2 separate regions of the Mus musculus genome follow, and region 1 is linked to region 2. The links are chromatin contacts, called in public HiChIP or PLAC-seq maps. All regions are on one chromosome and are shown on one strand. The core of a region is the stretch at or near the end of the contact, and the rest is flanking DNA. Distances in the headings are between cores, read along the strand shown.

The links. HiChIP or PLAC-seq counts read pairs in DNA pulled down with a chosen protein or histone mark.
Region 1: a contact with region 2 is called in a BATF HiChIP or PLAC-seq map of CD8 T cells, with 29 read pairs. The contact joins the promoter of Il21r here to the promoter of Il4ra in region 2. A contact is called at or near these places in 8 of 39 promoter capture datasets (the C10 cell line, the HPC-7 cell line, cranial neural crest and 5 more), 1 of 15 datasets of contacts at CTCF or cohesin (CD8 T cells), 13 of 484 Hi-C or Micro-C datasets (B cells, CD4 T cells, CD8 T cells and 6 more), 7 of 115 datasets of contacts at active chromatin or transcription factors (CD8 T cells, the HPC-7 cell line, bone marrow-derived macrophages and 3 more) and 3 of 9 other capture datasets (adipose tissue, liver and pancreatic islet).

Annotation. Positions count from the first base shown.
Region 1 is chr7:125,601,759-125,608,871 of GRCm38.p6, reverse strand. It overlaps Il21r (interleukin 21 receptor), which reads right to left and starts at 5,443. Exons shown (of 9, transcript NM_021887.2): 1 at 5,020-5,443.
Region 2 is chr7:125,550,871-125,558,227 of GRCm38.p6, reverse strand. Il4ra (interleukin 4 receptor, alpha) reads right to left here and starts at 5,957. Exons shown (of 11, transcript NM_001008700.4): 1 at 5,900-5,957.

The DNA.
Region 1 (7,113 bases), core at 4,194-6,693, 51 kb before region 2:
ATAATAAATGATCCCGAAGAAAAGTGAGATGATGTTCTCCTGACCTTGTCGCCAGCCACACTTCCTGAACATACTTCTAACTCAGGAATGAAAGGGGAAAAAAGGGATATAGTGGATTTCATTAAGAAATTTTGTCCATCAAGAGGAGAGATGAAATGGCTCATGGAGTACAGTGCTTGCTAAACAAGTGCAAGGACCAGAGTTCAGGTCCCCAGCATCCATCTAGGAGCCAGCAATGGTACTGTGCATTGCAACCCTGTGTTGGGAGGCATAGAGTGGCTGCCAGCCCAGGCCCCATGGTGAGCTCCCGGTTCAGTGAGAGACCCTGTCTCACAAACAAGATGGAGAGTAATGGAGGAAGACACTCAGCAGTGAGTGACCTCTGGTCTCCACACGTGCATAGCACGCTGTTCAACACACAAGACAGAAAAGACAATTCTGAATGCAGGGAAGTCCTTGTTAGGGTTTCTCTACACAGAGTAGAGGCATGAACTGATGTGGCTTCTTTGAAATGTGCCACATGGGTCCCAGCACCTCTACCTCAAGGTTCTATGACAAGGAGCAACGTCCCCTTGTGGATCTAACCAGACCTATCCAAGTGTATTCACAGGATACATTCTACCTATCTCCTTGGGCAACCATGCATTCTTGGCTTTCCCACCTTGCCCCCACTAATGATCAAGGAGTGGAATCTACTTGATCCATCCAGGCTATGGTCACCTCAGTATAGGCCAGGTGGGAGCCACAGGGTTGAAAGTGAAAGACTGTGGAGCTTTTGAAAGTAAAATGTCCCTCTCCTAACGGGACAGACAAGAAATGAGGCAGGCACAGAGGGACTCCCCACAAGAGCCTCGCACAAGAGCCAGCAGGTCACCAGAAGGAGAAGTGTATCTGCTCAGGGACTTCCCAAGGGGGAACCAGAAGGGAGGGCTTCTAGGTCCCCCAGGCGTGAACTGTCCCACCTGCTGATGTTCTTCATGGGCTTTGACCTCTGGCTTTATCCTCCAGCCCTCTCCCTCCACATCATTCCAACAGTCCCACCTCGACTTGCTGAGAAAAGCCTAGTGCCCATCCCCATTTGCTCCTTCCCTGCTTGCTCTGGCTCCAGACACACCAGACATTCACAGTGGCTTTGTGGAACAGTTTGCCTTCACCTGACTTCCATCCCTCACACCTGGTCTTTCAGCCATGGGAACTTTCTGTGCTCCTTAGCTGACTGTCAGCCTCCTACTGGGTCTTCAAACTGAAGTTCAAGTGTCAAGGCTGTCTTTGATCTCTCCAAGGAGGGTGAGTCACATCTTCCTTTGGGGTCTGTCCCTCCACCACAGCCCATACATAGCTCCGGATGTTTCCATTCACCTTCTAAACAACAGCCCTGAAGGAACCACAGGGGCTCGGCTCCTGCTGAGCCCCCTGTGGTAAGTACTGCCTCCCATACAGCAGGCTGCAGACACATATTGCACAAATGACTAAATGACAAGGACCCTTTCTTTGGTGGTGAATCCATGCATCCTGTGCACTTCAGAGTTAAGTCTGGCTCTCTTTGGTTCTTGTTTCTTAAATTCAGATACTGTAGGATAAGACCATCAGTGCTCCAATGTTCCCTATCTCAGGACCTTAACATGCGCAGTTGTTCTGCCAAAACTCTCCCCAGAGTTCAACTTCAGTGTCACCTTCCAGAGAGACTGTCCATTTCATCTGAAGTGGGTCCACTCTGTGGTCTCTATCTTGTCTTTCTCACCCATCATTGGGCATATTAGGTCCCATTAGGTTGATAAATCACCAGCTTTGTTCACCGTAGCATCCCTGGTGACTGCAATGGGTACAGAATGCATTGCTAATGAGGGGACCAATGAATGAGGGAACCAGCCACTGAGCAGTCCCTGGAGACTCAGGTTTCCCATCAGCTTTGTCACTATCCCCAGGGGGCACCCTCCCCACACTCTTGGAGCAATCCCTGCTCCAAGGGTCTGCTTGAAAGGACTGTCCTCAGATTAATGACATGAGAGGGCATGCTCAGAGATAGTACACTGCAGGTTCTCAGCTGAGCAGTGTCTAAGTGGATAAATGAGACTAGCAGGCCTGGGACAGAAGGTGAATGTTCTAACTCTTGCTGGTCAAGGGTGTCTTTCTGCTCAACTCTACCTATCTGCTCAGCTGCTGTGTGCAAAGAGCAGGGTGGTAGGTGCAGGCACACTGCAGCTGTGTGCTTCCTGGTGCCTTGTGGTGATTTGGGTTACAGCTGAGGACATTAGACTCATGGTTTAGTGGGATGACGGCTAGACATGAAGAAAGTTCTGTCCCAGTATCTGTGTATATGCAGTCTCCATGAGCCAGAACCTTCTTTCTCCTGAACACCTCCACAGGAACAGCCCATCCCACTTGTGCAAACTCTAGCATGTTCACATTCTTGCCTAAGTGTGCAGCCTCTCTCTAGGGCTCTCAAACAAGGGCTGTTTTGAAGAATGGCTGTTTGAAGCTACAGCAGAAAGTTGGGGCCAAGGCAGCAAAAACCCAACACCACCCCCACCCCCCACCCTGTTCTCATCAGCCCACCCTGGCCTAATCTGAAGCATGAACCTTTAATCAGCACTGGAGAAAATGGGAGACTCCAGTCTTGGTTATCACACCAGACCTACTTAGCAGATCAAGAAACAGAGACCCAGAGAGGCCCAGGGCCACATCGATGGCTGCTCACTCAATGAAGAAGGTTGAGGTTTGAGGGGCAGCCAGGCCACATGCCTGCACTTGCCCCTCCTCCTGGGGACAGTTCTAGTGCTTTGATCCTCCCTGGGGACCCTAGGGACAGCAGGCCGAGGTCTTGGTACAGATGTCCTTAAGGGGCCCCAGCCAGGGAATATTCTCAGGTTGGTTCAGAAGTTCCAGGTTTACTCAGCGCTCATGTTTGAGTTGTCAAGAAAAGTCCCTTGGTCCCGCGGGCTAGGCTGGTGGGGGAGGGGAGGTGACACCTGCAAACTGCAGGCTGTGGGTGGGGCCTCTCCCAGCTCCTCCCTCCCCCCTTCATGTTTCTGGGGCTGTAGACCAGTTTTTGAAGCAAAGACTGCCAAGGTGAGACCACCTCTCTCAGGGCCTCCTTCTCTTCCCCTTCTAAGTGGCTCTCTGGGTGGCCCCTGAAAACCACTTTTTCTCTCTGAATCTCTGCATCCTCATCTGCAAGGGATGCAGCGCTGCCATCAGAGCCATTGCGGGACAGTGGCACACGCCTGTAATCCCAGTCCTCAAGAGGCTGAGGCAGGAGAATCACAGATTTGAGGCAGATTGGGTTGCATGGAGAGAGCTCCCTCTCAAACTGTCAGCAGCAGCAAACCCAACACCCAGAATTAAAAAAAAACAACAACAACAACAAAAAGACAGCTGCTACCCCTGCCTAGCCATGTGTGTGTCCCTGCAACCCTCCCCCAGTTGAAGACACTGACTGGCTATGGCTGCTCCTCGCCCCCATGCACAAAAGCCCACTCCTGGCTTTGGGAGAAAGCACACCCCATCTTCTTATGCCTATCTGATGCTGCTTGGCCCTAGAAGTGAGGAAATCACTTCCCCAGCAGGTAGCCTGCCTGTCTCTCTTCCATCTTCCACATGCTCTCCTTTCTGTCTCCCCTGCCAGTCAGGGATTCTATCGTTCTCTCTCTGAGGTCCACTGAAGAGTGGACACCGGGCCCTAGGGCAGGGCTACTGCAGAAAACACCCCACTGTGGGGATCACGTGGCTAAGTGCTGTCTGAGAAATGTCCTTAGACAATGTTCCAAGGCTGTGAGTTTTCCTATGGGACGGCATCCTGCCATATAGACTGGGTTCCAATTTCTGTTCTGACTCTCTTCATCACTCTTAACCAAAAGGCAGGTTTGTCCCCCACAGGGTCCACCCAGTATTGACATCTATGCACCGAGCTGCATGGGGCCATTGGCCTCACCTGGACTCTGAGGGTTCTGGGAGGTCCCCAAGTTCTCACAATTCACGACAGATAGGGCTGTTCTAGCCTTCCCTGTATTCTTGGTGGCTCTCAGTGGTTAGCCCTTCTCCTCCATGGGGCAGGGTACCTGGGTGTAGGAGCCCCTGAAGTCAATCTTGACATTCTGATGTCCTGGAGTTCTCATAAACAGCCTCACAAAGATAGAGCCACCTTGATCCCCATTTTACAGATGGAGAAAGTGAGGACCCAGGAGGCTCAAAGAAGCAGAGAGGCTTGCCCTGGTTCGCTGCTAGACTCGGAAATGCTACCATGTGCTCTAACTGCCTCAGAGAGCACAGACATTCTCTTAGGAACTACTCGTGACCCTCTAATGCATCTATGACCTGCTCTGGTCCTCTTGACACGTCCTAAGCACAGACATTATTTCCTATGCTATTAACCCATGTGCCGCCTTCTCCTATTCTGTTCTCTAGACTAGACTTCCAACAACCTCCGGGCTCCCCTCTCTTCTCATGGAAGAGGTGTTACCTCTTATCATCTGACCCAGGCCCTGGATTTGGGTGGTGACACCTGGTTGGACTGCCCACCTTGCCATATCATGACAAGACCCATAAGGAATGTCACTCTTCCCCTGTGGAGTCAGATTTCCTTCTCTGTGAAGTAGGCACCCCACCTGCCTGGAAGGATAGATGGAGTTAAAGTAATAAACTATACTGGCCGGTAGTACCTGATTTCCTCCCTACAAAACGGCCCCCTGGAAGCTTCCCAATGCCCCTGGCTACTGCCTATCACTGCCTGGCAGACTGTCTACCATCCAGAGTCTCTCTTTTTTTTTCTCCTCACCACTTCTTGCAGGCAGTTTTGCATAGGCAAGGGATTATGCTAGCCATGCTCCTGCCTCCATAACCCTCCAACATTCAGCAAGGGCATTCCTAGTCATTTTTAGTCAGTTGAACAAGGAACTCCAGCCCTGACTCTGCCCACACTAACTGCGTAGTGTTCTTTGCCTGTGTCCCACCACAGTGTTATGCAAAAGACAGAAAAAAGGCCCCCAGACTCAGGGAGAACAAGAACTAGAGTCTACTTACCTACTCCTTCAGGGTCTTTCTCAGAAAGCCATTCTTTAGGCTGGGGCACTTGGGTGGTCTCCTGGGCGTGGGAGTCACAGCGGGACTCGGAGTGGTGGTGGTGGGAGGTGAAGGTTTGAGGTGGGCAGGAGTTCAGTCAGGTGCAAGTCCAGAATCAGGGGAGTCACTGCTGAGATAGTCCTGAGGCTGAGGACCAGCCGGGCATCTGGGCAGAGCCTACACAGAGGAAGACAGTAGGGCTGGGGCAGCCAGACAGAGACAGGGCACGCCTGGGGCACGGGCTGAGGCCAGTTGGCTGCCCCAGGGATGGGCAGACTTGCGGTCAGACAAGCAAGTGACCGTGAGGCACACCACAGGAGAAGTGGGCAGACAGCTGTGTGCGACTGAAACACAGGGCCACCAGCGGAGGCTTCGGTGTCTATCTGAGGCCAGGCAAGGGGTGGGGAGGGGATGTGGTAAACAGTGCCCCGCCCAACCCAGCCAGATCCTCCAGAAGGGGCAAGAAAAACTAAGATGCCTGCAAGCAGGCACCCACGGCTCCCCAAAGGTCACCCTTAACACGATATTTGGGGTCTGACATCTTGCAGACAGATGACATCATCCCAAAGGCCTCACAGTCGTGTCCCAAGAGGCAGGCAGTGAAGTGGGACTTGCCACTTCTTGAAGATGTAGAAACCGAGACAGAGATGTGACAGTAGCACATCCCACCTGAAGCCCTTGGTATTTACCCTGAGCCCCTCAGCACAGATGGGACAGACTGAAGGTGGACGCCTACCTCATGACTGCTCTTTTACAGGTGTCTAACTGGTCCATTTTGTCTGTCCCTTGCCTGCCCCAGGGTCCTGATTCAGAATGACCCAGACACTCAGACTTTCTGCCTTAAGCACTGCTCATGACCATCCATTCCCCAGTCCCCAGCCTCAGCATTGTGGGAAGGAGGACATGCGCTGCTACCCTGGAGGAGAGAACCCTGCTGCTCCTGAGAGCCTTGCTGTGCCCCTTGTCCAGCCAGGAGGGCAAGGCAGCCACACACAGATAGAAATCCAAACAAATAGAGAAAATAAACTCTTTCTTTCTTTCTTTCTTTCTTTCTTTCTTTCTTTCTTTCTTTCTTTCTTTCTGTCTGTCTGTCTGTCTGTCTGTCTTTCTTTCTTTCTTTCTTTTTTTCTTTCTCTCTCTCTCTTTCTTTCTTTCTTTCCTCCCTTCTTTCTCTCTCTTCCTTCCTTTCTCCTCCCTCCCTCCCTTCCTTCCTTCCTTCCTTCCTTCCTTCCTTCCTTCCTTCCTTCCTTCCTTCCTCATAAAAAGGGCTTTATTATTGAAAGTTCAAATTAATTCTAAACAGTGAGGTTTCCATTCATTTTCTGACCATGCTGAGGCTATCACCATTCCTGTCAAACCATGGGTGACCTCCTGCCTCTGCCTCTTCCCTCGACAGTCCAAGGGTGGTCCCCATAGTTTAGGGCAGCTTTTAGAATCCCTTAAAATCTGCCTCCGAGACTCATCTCTTCAGAACTCACAAGCAGGTTCATAAGATCATGTCTATCCTGTGCAAACCGACACTCTAGCCGTCACTCAGACCTCATGCCTGCACCCGTGAGGCCAATGTTTAGTCAACCTTTGAGGCGAAACAACTTGTTGAAGACTCCATTGATGAGCAGTGAACTAGTCCAATCCCGTGCTCTGCCCAGGACCACTCTTGAGACAGTGCGTAGGTTCTCCTGCAGCTGTAGCATTTACCTTCTCAAGGTACTCCCACAGACCTAAAAGCAAGCTTTGTCTATGTTTCAACAATTTAAGCATAACATGAGCAGCAAGCCCTCATCCATGGTCAGCACAGGAGACGGCCAGTCCCATGAGTTCCTCCGATCATCAAATTGCTCACTTCCCACTTCTGGAGAGGGCATGACTTCAGTGCCCTTCCTGTCACGAACCTTCTAAGACTTCTACAGGGCTTACACATCTCCCAGCTGGGGACCCAGGGGAGAGACTTTCCCTTTGCCAGCCTCAGAGTCCTCTGCCCTGGGAGAAAAGGTAGGGGCTAAGAGGGATCCACAGCTGCTCTTGGGAACCAGGAAAGCATGGAGTCAGTGAGTG
Region 2 (7,357 bases), core at 4,708-7,207:
CTTGCCTAGCCTGTGCCTGACTTTATGCCCGACAATAAAGAAATAACTAATAAATAATTAGATTAAGCTTGTGGTCCCCATGTGGCTGCCATCATTAGCTGGTATCCAGTGGGAAGGAGCAGACCTGAGATGCTAGGAGACCCCAGAAAGAGGAAAAGAACGGCACAAGGGGGTCCCCACTCCAGAACTGGCCCCACCGGGGAAAGTCCATCCTCTTTGTTCCTATGACTACTACCACGGCCCAATACTGGGTACCATGGTGATGGGATGGGAGGTGGGTTGGAGATGCTTCCTCACCTGCTCATCAAGGAGCCAGAGAAGATTCTAGAATGTCTACAGCCCTCACTACCATCTTCCACGCTGGGCAGATGAGGAGCCTATATTCTGTCCTTGTCAGCCTATATTCCCCTATCAGGTCCCCACGTACACCTTGGGCAGACCGGCTCGCTGGGTCACCTACACTGTCTCCTTCACTTCCCACTCTCCTTCCCCAGCTCAGACCTCCTCACCACTGCTGCTCCACCGCCCTGGGCGAGTCCACTCCCACATCAGTCTACCTTCCACAGTTTCACCAGCCCTTTCCCTCCCACTCGATGAGCTTTGCTAGTTCTGTGCTAATTCTCCACGGAAGGTCCCTCAGGGTCCATGTCTCATATCCACACAGGAGGAGGCAGCCAGACTGGAGTCATATGCTATCTCATAACATTCATCCCGGCCAGGTGCTTTCCCACTATCGGGCCTTGGCCTGTGTGAGCCTCACTGCCTGCAATACCAGCCAAGGAGCTTACACCTGAGGAGGGACACATCTATGATGCCTGCAATGCCTGACTTCTTCAGTATCGCATTTACTTTCCTGTCATGCTAGGGACCCAACCCAGGCCCATAAGCACACACTGGAGATAAGTGCTCTACCACAGAGCTACATCCCTACCACAGGCAGGCAGGGCAAGCCGTAGCCCACTGTATGACCAGCAAAGCAACATGCTCAGAATCCTGGTTCCTGAGCAGAATGCAGTGCTAGTCTGCTGGAAGCAAACTGACACGAAGTCACCAGGGGAAAAGCAAGTGTGACTGGCAGAGAATAGGGCAGTTCAAGTGTGACAGGGAGGAACTCAGGCGGATTCACATAGAGGGAGGGGAGGTGACAGCCAAGGTCTGTTGTGCCTGCTGGCTGTGCGTCTCACTACTCGGCTTCAAAATCTAGGACAAGACCCAGAGACACCAAAGGAGAGCGTTGAGTCGGGGTGTCTGTGTGGGGGTGGGGCAGAGCCCACACAAACAGAAAGCAGCTGGTGAGTTAGAGGGCTCACACCAACAGCTGAGTTTTCTAGGGCTTCGCTCTCAATAGAAAACACACGTTTTAAAAACACAGGCTTATTTGCTACGTCATCCACATTGGCCTTGAACTCAGGCCCCTCCTGCCTCAGCCTACCAAGTTCTAGGATTACAGGTATATGTGGTGAACTTCAACTGCATATTTCATTGGTGCTTGAGATAGCTCGGTAGTTAAAGTGCTTGAGATGCAAACATGAGGACTAAAGTTTGGGCCCCAGGACCCATGTGAAGGCTGGGTGGATGGAGTAACCCTCCTATAATCCCAACACCAGGAAAGCAGAGACAGAGGATCCCCAAGTCAGGCCAGGTAGAGAGACTAAACTCTGGGGGATAAGCCTGACTGTGCATACAAGGTGGATTTGCACATGCATGTTTGCATACACACACACACATCCTTCAAATACATCAGAACAAACATCCAGGAAGACCAAACCAAACCAATTGTTAAACTCTTTTTGAAAGGGCAATAAATTTTCTACCACTGAGACAGAAGCCACACGTGCCTACCACAACAGCCTGAACAGCCAGAGTTAGAATCCAGCAACAGAGATAACAGAAAATTCCACCCACCTCAAAACCCTTCAAAACCACACACCACTTCCAAAAGCTCCTGCAGCAGACACAAGAAATGAGCACATCTCTGGCAGTGACAGATCGATGGCCAGCTCAGACTTAGTTAGCCAAAAGTACACTGGAAAACAAGAACGACTGAAAACAACTGTAACCTCAACCTAGACATTTCAGATGGGAAGACACACTGAAGAGAGAGACGGCAGGCTTCAGCTCAACCACTGCTCTCACAAACTACGACTACGAACGGCATGAGATACGATGCACTCCAGAATGATACAAGGAGGCGAAAGTCTCCCTCGGTTCTAACAGGACCCCAAATCAAGTCAAGTCTGAAGACAGACTGAACTCAGAAGCCGCCAAAGGTAGAGGGAGCGCCTAGAATGACTGTAGCAGAACAGCCTGAACTCGAGGACTAGAGTGGAGGGACAGTCGGTACCTCCCAGGGGGCTGAACTAAAGCCAGGAGCTTGAGGTCCCTGGAAAGCCAGTCTCAGAGATCATCCCCAGAGTGAGCACACAGTAGGACCTTGTTTTCCCAGAGGCAATTGGGCAAGAGACTGGGGCTCTGTGGTTGAGAGCCGTGGCCCTTGCTCTCCTCCTCCCAAGGCCTCACTTCCTCTTTTAAAAAGGCAGACACCCCTCTGGCCACTCCAGGAAACCTCAGGCAGCCCAAGTTCTCCAAAATGGACCTGTGAACAATGCTTCCCGGATCCAACCAAGACACTCTGGTGCTTTTAAACTCTCCTCTTCAGTCGGGGAGCTTGGGCAGAAATGAAGCGTGTGGGTGAGTGGTGTCAGAGTGTCACGTGGCTGGTCTCTACACTAGTCTGTTTTCTTCCTTGGGGACAGGAGCTCAACCCAACCAACGCTTGGGCCCTTATGTACGTGACCTTCCTCCCCTCCCTTCAGACCTTCCTTACTCTCTGAAACTGCAAGGAAGGGGTTCACCTAACAATAACCTGCAAACTGATTGCATGGAGTCCTGGCAGTTTTCCCAAGATTACTGGGCAGAGCACAGTCAAGTAAAGAGGTGACCTTGTGGTAGCTCACCTTGTGACCGAATTTCATTCTTTATAACCAGTGGTGAAGATGGGAGGTTTGACATGTGACCCTAAATAAGTGACTGAACTTCTATGTCACTTCATCCAGAAAACTTGAGTGTCTTACAGCCCTTGCCTCCCAGGGCTTAAACAAACTAAGATAATACAGGTGTCAGCCCCCACCCCCACCCCTGACTTCTACTCCTGTCCCTCCCTGGTCCCTCAGTCCCAACCAATCCCACTGTTTCCTTGATGTGGGTAAAACACAAGGAACCTGTTCTCTGCCCAGAGCCTTTGTATCTGCTCTCTCTACTTGGGGTCTCAACTCCAAGGCTAAGTCCTTGGAGTCACCTCCTCCTCAGGACTTCCTGAGGGGGAGGGGGGGCTCTTTACTGCTGTGTCACTCAGGGTTTTGACCCCGGCCTATTGGTTGGCGCCCAACACACATGATTATTGCCCTTCATTCTATAACTACTTCTGGGGACTGGAGGGCCTCAGTCCCAGAGCCCCCCACCTTCCCACGAACCTCATGAAACTGAAGTCCCTCAGCTGGGCCCCCAACTTTAAGCTTCGCCATCTCCAAGAGGCAGTGGGCCCCAACGGCAGTGTGAGTCACTGGTGGCAGCACTTAGAACTGCTTGACATCAGCGCTTCTTAGAAAGACTGTGCTCAAGAGACTGAACGCAGGCTGGGCGGGGGGAGCCCTGTGTCATCACCCCAAGAGGCTCCTGCTGACCTTTGTTCCTCCCCTGCCTGGTCCTGTCGCTGACCAGTAGTGCCTGTGAGACCCCAGAAGGTTAGACACACTATCTTACCTCACTGTACGGGATGCTACTCATGACCCATCTGGGTTGGCATCACCCTTCAGTCAGCAGCAAGGGTGGTCTACAGCATGACCCCTGTCTACTCTTCGGGACAGCGGAGCATGGCTGTGAATCTGGTGTGAGAGTCTTCTCCTCTCAGGGAGTCTGAACTACAAGGACTTTGTCAAACACCTCATCTTTGGCCTGATACAGCACCTGGCACTCCTCGTCCCTCAGAGCCAAGAAGCGCTAGGGGCAGCTTGGCAAAGCAATGCCATCCTAAGTGGGAGGAGACAATCAACTGCCTTGCCTGTCCATGAGCAATGGTTTAGAAAAGCCATTTCATGAACATTTTCATCCCAGATACCTCTGACAAACGGGAGGTGTGGGGATGTGGAGTGATTTTTCTTGAGATCCAAACAGATCCGAACGCAGATCTGCCCCCCTGCCTCCCATCTTCAGTTCTAGCCCCATTCCCTGCCTCTGGTTCTGAGAACTGGAACAACGGACTCTGATCCATGCTGGGTGTCTGAATCTGGGTCACTGTGAGTCTGTGCCCACCCAGGCAAGCCTCATGAAGCTGGGAATCCAGCCATACACAGCTAGGCTGGTCTCCATCCAGGCTGGTCTCAGAGGCTCAACCCGAGGAATACCCAACAGTGTCCTGTCACGGCAGGCACACTCACGGTGGTGCCCCTGCCTCTGTCAGTCTCTGATGAAGGAACACACAAGGAACAAATCAAGCCTTTGCTTGGTCAGGAGCTCTGGCTTTCAACCTCCACGCCTCACTTGCCATGTGGGCCTCCTGTGCCATGGGGACCGTGGCAAGCTCCTTTGTACACATGCCAAGTGTGAGTGTGTACCCCAGCTAGGTCCCAGCCCCAGCCCCCAAAGGCAGAAAAGTAGGGTGTGGCGTGGGTGAATGCAAGCATTCTCTTCTTTCATCCCCGATTGTGGCAGTCATTGTGCCTGCCTCAGGGACAGTCTCCCTGGCCACCTGGCCCTCCCCAGTCTGGGATGGCACTGTATTAAGACCCCAGCACAGCCCAAATACTGCAAACCCTCAGATGGTCACAACCTTGCCCAATTACCAGTGTGTGATCATTTGGGCGACTCACTTGGGTTTCCCCATCCTTACCCTGAAGATCCAGGAGCAGGGCCAGGACTACGAATCCTTCCTACGACTTCCCTGAGCCTCAAAGCAAGGAATTCAGGGGCTCCTGCAGCGCTGTCTCCCTTTCCACATATCTAGCCCCTCTTATGTCAGCGAGGTGGCACACGGAGCCGTCCCACCTTCTAGTTTTTGCCCATGCTGTACCCACAGTTCAGCATGCCTTCTCTTGTCTCTGATTCTCGACCTGCCAAAGTGTTCTCCCACACCCCAAACTGACTCAGGAGCTGTACTGCCCAAGGAAGAGGTGCCCTGCTTGCCCAATACACTCCCTGTCTTGTGTGTCTATCCCTCAGTCAGAGAGCACAGCCTAAAACAGCAAGCAGAGCACAGACGAGCTGGGGAACACACACACAGTGGTCACCTCCCCTCTCTGCCTCAATGTCCCCTTAAGCGGTCATGACTTCCCTGGCTGATTCCTAGAGGCCTTACCAGGACTGTGGAATCCCATTACTCTCTTCTGGCCAAACATATTCTCAAGTCTCAGTTTCCCCATAAGACTTTAGGATGGGACAAATGTCCCAGCAAATGCCCCCAGACTCTCAAAAGACCACCTGTAGAAGGAAGGCCACATTGAGCCTCACACCTCCCAAAGGGCTGGAGAAGGGCAGGACCCAGGAGTGCTGGCTTGGGGGCAGACGGAATCACAGACTAGCTGGCTTATACAACGTCCAGTTTGCCACAATAGTCAGGTTTCTGGGTTACTGAACCGGAACCTGGGAGGAGCCTGGTAGTCCGGGCTTCTACACAAAGATCCCTAGGACGTCTTTGTGGGGACCGGACCGCCGAGGCTCCCTGAGTTCTAGCGCGTGAGTTGTCTACTTGCTTGACCCGCGCCCGAAGGCAGCCGACCCTGGCTGAGCGAGGAGCCCAGCAGCCCCATGCCCACCCCAGGTTCCGCGGGCTCTGGTTTCAGGCCAGATCGGTTCTGTAGCCACCACTGCCCGGTCCCCAGGCTTCCCCACCGCCCGTTCCTACCTGCGAGTTCAGGCTCCACGCGCCGCGCGGGGCTTTCCTGCGAGAAGGACCTCGCCCCGCTTCCTACGCCGCCTGGTGTCCCTTATTTACATGCGACGCCCCACCCCGTGCACGGTCATTTACATGCCCCGCCCCTCACCCAGCTCATTTTCACCCGCAGTCCTCCGGACTTTGCCTGATCGCTGGCTTATTTGCATGCCCCACCCCACGCGTCCGCAGCTGTCCAGAGCTCCAGCTTTTAAGTCCCACGACTGCGGGACTCGAATCTTTGCCCTTTCCCTACAGACCAGCTTGGCTTGTGTTTGCGGCTGTTGCTCATTTTCCCAATGTTTACTCAGCGTCTGTGCCAGAAAGCAAAACAACTCATCAATTAAGAGCGAGTGTCTCCTGCTAGGTTCAGGCAGGAACCTTGCTGCTACTACCAAGAGGGAGTCATGCGCAACTATCCCTTTTCAGATGAAGAAGCTGAGGCATGGATCTGTTAGGAAACTTGCTTAAGGGTTGATGAGATGGCCCGCAAGCCTGAGAGTGCAAGATCTATCCCTAGAAACCACGCAAAAGTGAAAAGAAAGAACTGACATCACGAAGTTGTTCTCTCGCCCACAGCAGCGCAACTGTGACCAGCCTTGCCTTTGCTAGCTAAGCCATCCCATGGGCTTGCCATCCTGTTTTGAGCATTATGGATTGGGTTGGCTTAGTTTTTTGCTTCTTGTGACAGGATCTTGCTATACAGCTTTGGCTGTCATATTGTAGCACAGTCTGAACTTGAAGTCACAGTAATCCTGTCTCAGCCTCCCAAGTAGGATTGCAGATACAAGCCACCACATCTTGCTGTCTTCTGAGTCTGCAAGCCATCTTTTGATCCCTCCTGGCTGGCCACTTGTCTTCATGTGACTGGATTGTATGACCCTTGCCCAGGGGAGAGGGGACTATGTGAGATACATCGATATGTGACAGAAACAGGCTGGCCTGTGATGGTGCTTGGGACCAGCCCTGCTTGGCTCAGGTGCTCAGAGAAGCTCAGCAGAACTAGGCCGAGAAAGCAGCTGGGCTGGAGCCTGCGTGCCTGGTTGTGAAATCAGAATCTAGACAGTGCTGACAGACCGGAAAGCAGCAGGAAGGCCAGCACACATGTGGTCAGGGAAGGCATTTGAAAATGTTCAGGGGCACAATGATGGGAATTCTTAGCACTCCTCTTTCAAAAAACCTTTCTATGTATCTAAGTTGATGTCAGGACAGAGCCAAGGATACTGGCCAAGAAGACAGACAATAGCAGGAAGCTTATATTCCCTCCACAGTCCCAGACTTCCTAAGTGACCACTCTGTTTGGCCCAAGAGTGGGCTGGGAGCCCCAGATAATCCAGGCTCTTCTTCCAGTTTAAGGGCTTCCCGAGCTTGCCTCCTTCCAAGCTTGGAGCGCATTCCAGCACAGCGGATGGAGCTGCCTTTGAGCTTACC